Regions from separate parts of the Ovis aries genome. Here region 1 is linked to region 2. Evidence: chromatin contacts called from public Hi-C data. All regions are on one chromosome and are shown on one strand. The core of a region is the stretch at or near the end of the contact, and the rest is flanking DNA. Distances in the headings are between cores, read along the strand shown.

Region 1 (3,319 bases), core at 94-2,593, 33 kb after region 2:
CAACTGCTATTAAACATATATTTTGTATTCCAGTCAGTCAGTATTTTTAGCAATATTGTAGGATTCTGCTGCAGGAAAATTGGTCATAATTGGGTACACAATCATAAGTCAGATAAAATTAAGTTTTTTCCCTTTACAAAAACAACATGTGATTTGCAAAATAGTTTTGGAATAGTTGTAAATAATAAGCTCTGCTTACACATTTAAAATAAAGACATTTTTAATCCAAGTTTTCAGGAGAAGCAGAGTGTAGAGTGAAATACACATGCATCAAATAACAAAAATATAAATGTCATAAAAATCAAAGCATTTTGGAATACTAAAGGAAAATTCAATGCAACATCCTTATTTTAAAAAATAGGGGACGATTGAACAAAAAAGTTTACTTACCTGCTCAAGATCACTGGTAGTTAACAAACGTTAACAAAAGCTGTGTAAAAACATCAATCGCAGAATATTTTCCATATTTTTCTCTATTCATATTGTGGGACCACACCTCCTTATTTACCACTGAAGAAAAAAAATCTCAGATGTTCAGTGCTTAAACTGAGGAATATTATTTGAGATAAAAATTAAAGTTATAAAGCAGACTCATTTTCCTCCTTTGTGGACACACCACATTCTAATAGTGTAAATAGTAAATTTGGATGCATTTGAAGTAATCTACCTATGAGTTCCTTAATTTTGCTGAACTTTGAATTGCCACTGAAATAGCATAATAGCAAGCTATTATTTTCTTAGTTTAGATTTTTATTGTTTTTTCTATAAATAATACTATAATTTTTACAAGTACAGATTGATCTGGCAATAGTATATTTTCTTTTCTTTTTTTTAATTGAAGTACAGTTGATTTACAATATTTTCTAATACTGATATTCACTGAAATAGCAGATATGCTTTTATTAGTAAGACTTGACTCTTGTTCCCAATTGTGTGTTTTATTATTCTTTTCGTGTTCTTGTATTAAATATGAAATAACCTCCCTTTTTAGAGTTATCAGTTTAAAGCGATGATTCGAAATTAATTATTAACACAAAGTACTAGTCAGTTTCAAGGCACATCACTTTATTTCTGCCATGGACCCCAGAGCTTGAAGTTAGCAGGGCTCTTTAAAACCAATGCTTCTAGCATTTCATTGACTCACACTAAATCGGTCCCTCGATCACCCAGTTAATTTTAACCTTGACCTCCCACAGCTGTACGGCCATACTCAGTCCAAAAAAACTCCCTGCTTCCACCCTTTCAGCCTCTCATGAAGAAATAGTGGAGAGGAAAAACACTACCCATTCCTTTAAGAAAGATTCCGCCTCCTCTCTCATAAGCAAGCGCCTAATGGTAATTGTGGAGTCTCTACCAGAGTCACACACTTTACTACTCGGCGTTGGGAGAAGCTGCCGCTGCCGCCGGTCTGAAGCTGCAGTGGGTTTCTGTGCAGCACTGCAGAATCCACACCTAGAAGACACGCACGTCTACTGCCCTGGACACAAGAAAGCCTTGCATCCTAAGCGGGTAAGCAAGTCTTTTATCCATTTTGTTCAGAAACTGTGGGAAATGGAGTGATCACGGGAAGGATTGCTCATCAGACATGCTTAAAATGGATTATGTTAATTTGTCTTCCTTTGGGGCTGGGGGGGGGGGTGCTCTAGATCTCTGACAGGCAAACGTCCTGTGCAGTGGAGACTATTGTCTGATATGTACCCCTAATACACTTTTGGGGGGCTATTCATAAACCGGCTAACCTTGATGCGTGCCAAGCTTTTTTTTCATTTTTTGCTTTCTAAATGCAAGAAAACATCTAGCCACTCCCAATATCTCTCTCAAATACTGCAGATATTTTAAAATGCCAAATAAAATGACACGCTAAGCATTTTCTAAATATTTTCTCCCCAAAGCCAGGAAACCTTCCCCACCATCCTTTAGGGGTATTTAAAAACCATGAGGCATGGTTAGATTTTGAGCATATGGGAGATGGTGGTAGACTAAAATTTCTATAGCTTTGGTCCAGTGGAGAGAGAAAGCGAGGATAAATGAATCACAGTTTGTGCCAAGACAAGATTCATTTTCCACACTTCATATGTGGGAAGAGGAAACTACATTTTAATTAGCACATTTTTAGGGAAGAAGGAGGGGATGAAGATGAGGGGGATGGCACGAACTATTTGAGGGGGAAGAGAAGAGTCTGCAGAGGAGGAAGGAAATGAAGTGGACTGTCGCCAATGCCTTGGAAACGAAGGGAGATAAGGGTGGGGAATGAAGTTTGCTGTTGTGTGTTAGGGTGGGGTTGACCCAAGAGACCGTGAATAACCAGAATGTCGCTCAGAGGGTGGGCTTGGGAGTGGATTTGTGCCCGCGCAGGACACGTATGCGGGAGGGGTGTGCAAGTCGTGGGTGGGAGAGAAAGGTGTGCGTTGCTGGGAGGTCCATTTCTAGGGTAGGTCTTGTCTGGGCAGCGGGGGGTGGGTGGCCCAGTGTCACCTGTGGATAGATCTACATCCCTGCAAAGTTTACCGGGCCCCGAGTTCATTTTCAAGGCTGGCAGTGCCTTGACTTTTCACCTCCAAGAGATGAGCTCTCATAAGGTCTCAAGGCCAGGGGCCAAATTCGGGGTGAAGACCCTTGAAGCGTACAAGTGGCGCTGATAAGAGAGCCCCTGCCCCTCTGAGGAGATGAGTAGCGGGAAAGAGGCGCCCCCATAGGCAACTATGCTGAGAACACCCAGGCCCCTCCAGTGAGGGGTGTGTGGAGGTTGAACCTTAGCAGTGGCCTCCTGCTGAAGACCCAACAGCCAGTGTAGGCGGCCGAGGTTGACTCTGAAAGCTGTGGCTCAACCTCAGGAGTGTGGCCGGTGGTGGAGGGAGGGGGGCGCCTTGCTCAGGTTTGGGCGGGCGGCATTTCCAAGGCGCCCTTCCTATCCCTCGTAGTCGAGCTTCCGTCGGGGTCTTTTACTCCTCCGACCCTCCCGCAAGGCACGCAACGGATCGAAGCTGTAGAGCTGGAGGAGGACGCTAAAGAGATGCCAGACAGCTGCCCCGCACCAGGCCATCCCAGAGGCCAGGCCTGTAGGGCCCCGCGGCCGCGGCTTTAGGGACTTGGTGCGGGCGGGAGACGAGGGGGCCGTAGGGGGCGGTACCAAGGCTCTGGAGGGCCCCGAGGGGCCGCGTTGGGGGCGGGGCCTTGAGGAGGCGGGGTCAGGAACATCCTGTGATTCCAAGGGGCGGAGCCAGGACGCTCGGGGACCCGAGGGGTGGGACCAGGGGCGTTCGGGGGCCGCGAGGGGCGGGCTTGTGGGGGTGGAGCCAGAGGAGCCTGGGGGCCTAAG
Region 2 (3,232 bases), core at 303-2,802:
TTCCCAACCCAGGGATCGAACCCAGGTCTCCCTCATTGCAGATGGATTCTTTACCAGCTGAGCCACAAGGGAAGCCCGGGAACTGTTATTTAGAAAATATCCTTAGTCGATTATTACCTCTTTTTTTTTTTTGAGCTTCATTGAAGTGTAATTGACAAGTAAAAAACTGGATATATTTAGGTTGTACAAGGTGATTTTTAAAAAGTGTACATCGTGATGATTTAATGTAAATGTATACACTGTGAAATGATTACTATAATTGAACTAATTAACACATCCATCACCTCACATAGTTACTTTTATGTGTGGGTGTGATAAGAACATATAAGAATTAGGTCTTAGCAAGGTAGGGGATAACTGAGCCTAGAAAAGTTTAAGAACACTGGCCTGGATTAACATTTGTGGATCACCATTGTTGGGGAAAAGGGTGGGTAGAACATTTGGGAGTCACTGAATCAAAGCTGTTTGTTTTAGAATCAGATGTTGGGCGCTGCCTGGGGTGGAACATTCAGTCTTGTGACTAATGGATGGTCTGCACAAGGCACGGCCTCTGGCTGTTATCTGCCAAGGAGGGAAGCCAGCAAACTGACAGTTCGAATTTGCCTTCAGGGCCCAGATCTCCTTTCCCCTCAATGGGTTCCCCCTTGTTGGTAACAGAGTTAGCACTGGCCTGGAACTTTGAGGTTTTCCTTTTCAATATCGAAATGCCAGGGAGGCTCCATGCCACTGCACACTCGTTCTAAGGCACAATGGCAGAGTCAGGGAGTGGACTGCTTGGAATGCAGCCTGGCCCCACTGGGGCTTTGAAATGGATTGGAACTAGCAGACTCATAAGAGTTCATCCTGGTGTCTTTTACAGATGGGCAAAGAGAAGGAAGCCAAGAGTTTGTTAACCCAGAAGGGTTAGCGATTTGTAGATTGGAAGAAGTCCGTGGTGATTCTTTTAGGAATTGAAAAAATTTTTATGTGAGGCTTATTGAGGTATAGTTTATATTATACTGAGGTATAATTTAATTTATGCAGTAAATTTCCCCTTTTCTGAGTGTATGTTTGATGAGTTCTGGAAGCTAAGTTCAGTGTCATACCACCAATGCCAGTTCTTCATACCACCAGACTAACACAGTCAGGTGCCTGCTAAATTGCTTCAGTTGTGTCTGACTCTTTGTGACCCTATGGACTGTAGCCCACCAGGCTCCTCTGTCCATAAGATTTCCCAGGCAAGAATACTGGAGTGGGTTGCCAGGCCCTCTAGGGGATCCTCCCAACCCAGGGATTGAACCCGAGTCTCATTATGTCTCTTGCATTGCATGTGGGCTCTTTACCACTAGCGCCACCTGGGAAGCCGGGAGTAGGTACTTACTGAACATGCTATATGCATGTGAGACTCTGAAAAATGAGGTAGATTATGCTTACAGCCTCTGATAAAAAATAATCATCACACTGGAAGTTCTAACAATACCTAAACAAGAAGGAGCTTCCTGTGTGGCCCTGGAAACAAATGGGAAGGAACAGAACGTCATTCAACAGTGTTGGAGTGACTCAGAAGAGCATTTTTTTTTTGCACCTTGAAAGTCCCAAAATGATATTACCACACTGAGACACATGAGGGCGCTCTAACAAGCCAGCATTACAAACACTTTTTTTTTTTTTTCATTCTAACAAAGGTTGTTTGTTTTTTAATTTATTGGAATGCTTTGTTGAAAAACCCTGGTGAATTCCCACTCCCACCCTTGGTCTCGTTGGCCACTCTTGGATGAGAGAAAAGAATTTGGCATCAAGTGAATCTGTCTTTGACTAAGTCCTCCGCGGTTTCTCGTACCCAACCACAGTTTTATGGTGAGGCTCCAGTCAGCTTCCCTATTTAAACTCACGTGGAGAGGCTTCCAAACAAACCTGAGATTAAAATACCTTGTAAATCACAAAGAGACCTGAGATTAGCCCTAAAATTCTTTTTTAAATTGTTGTTTTCAGGCCTTCCTGGAACAGAGCACACAAGTGTTAAATAATAATTGCTGGGCCACATTTTACAAAGACTTGTGAGGCGTTTCTTTCACCTAGTCAACAATTTGGCTGGTTCCTTGTCAGCAGAACCATGGTGATCCATTTAGAGGAAAGCTCTCTTTACAGCAAAGCAGCAGGGAGACAGGACAGGGTTACTGGTTTTGGCGTCTAAGTGGCTGTTCAAAACAAAAACCAAAAAAAAAAAAAGGTTCTGGATACATTTAAAATTTTTTGAAAATCAATGACTCATTTGTTACAGAAGAACCAAGTACAAAATAAAAGACACTTCATAAAAATTGCATTAGAATGCTCTGATGGGACTCTAATGAATTTAATGCTAGGGGTGCACTGTTTCCTTGTAAGGTCTGGGAATTCTTAGGGATCACTCTCTTAGGGGAAGTGTTAGATTCCATTATTTGCAAAAATGTCTCTGCAAAGACTTTCTACAATTAACAGAATAAAATGCTCACTTGAAGAAAGAAGTCTTTTACTTAGTCAAACCTATCCAATAAAAAATACAATTGTTTCAAGCAGAAAGTTATCTCTGGCTGTTGTGTCCAAATTATGTAATAGCATGGCCTTAAAACTAGGAAAAAGATAGAAAAGAGATGACTCTAAAGACAGGGTGTGGCCCTGGCCTGGATTCGTGGATGCTTGGCACCAGTCAGGAGGACCACCCCAGGGTACTCTGTCTCCACATAGAAGTAAAATCCTGAACCACTCAGCCAGACGGAGACACCTTCACATAGTCCCACTGTAGATGTTCTCAATCACCTCCTTCAAAAGCCATTCTCTCATTCTATCTTCACCTTAAACCTCGGACCCAAAGTTCATCATCATCATCACCATCATCAATATTTGTAGTTTCTCCCCTCTCAGTTATGATCTGAACCCTCCAACCTGCCAATCCATCCTCAGACAAATGTGGAAAGAATCTTCTTAATCAACCAAGCCCTTAACCTCTTCCTCCCCTGCAACTCTTCCAGGAATGTCCTTCCCTCTCACCAGGGCTCACAAACAGAATACAGCCAATGCCAATAATCTCTCTGGGCCCATCACCTATCAGAGTTGTGTTAAGAATGCCAGGAATGTCAAGTGGCCATCACACTATCTAACCATCAATTTGGGATGGATTTACCTTCAAGGTGACGTACACTCCATTTTATTATAAATCCCTACACTGTTCATTCTGGAGAAGGCAATGGCGCCCCATTCCAATACTCTTGCCTGG

The links. A called contact is a pair of places that touch in the nucleus more often than the background predicts.
Region 1: a contact with region 2 is called in a Hi-C map of tail adipose tissue, with 2.5 times the contacts expected there. The contact joins the promoter of ADD3 here to the enhancer-like site in region 2. A contact is called at or near these places in 3 of 16 Hi-C or Micro-C datasets (skin fibroblasts and tail adipose tissue).

Annotation. Positions count from the first base shown.
Region 1 is chr22:30,115,138-30,118,456 of ARS-UI_Ramb_v3.0, forward strand. ADD3 (adducin 3) reads left to right here and starts at 1,344. Exons shown (of 13, transcript XM_060404448.1): 1 at 1,344-1,509.
Region 2 is chr22:30,082,044-30,085,275 of ARS-UI_Ramb_v3.0, forward strand. No RefSeq gene overlaps it. Among named protein-coding and RNA genes, the nearest start is that of ADD3, 33 kb to the right of the region's middle. Within about 2 kb of position 1,553, at least 7 of the 54 cell types and tissues checked have an H3K27ac peak or open chromatin away from gene starts, as enhancers often do. A contact at or near this core is called in tail adipose tissue, where this site is marked.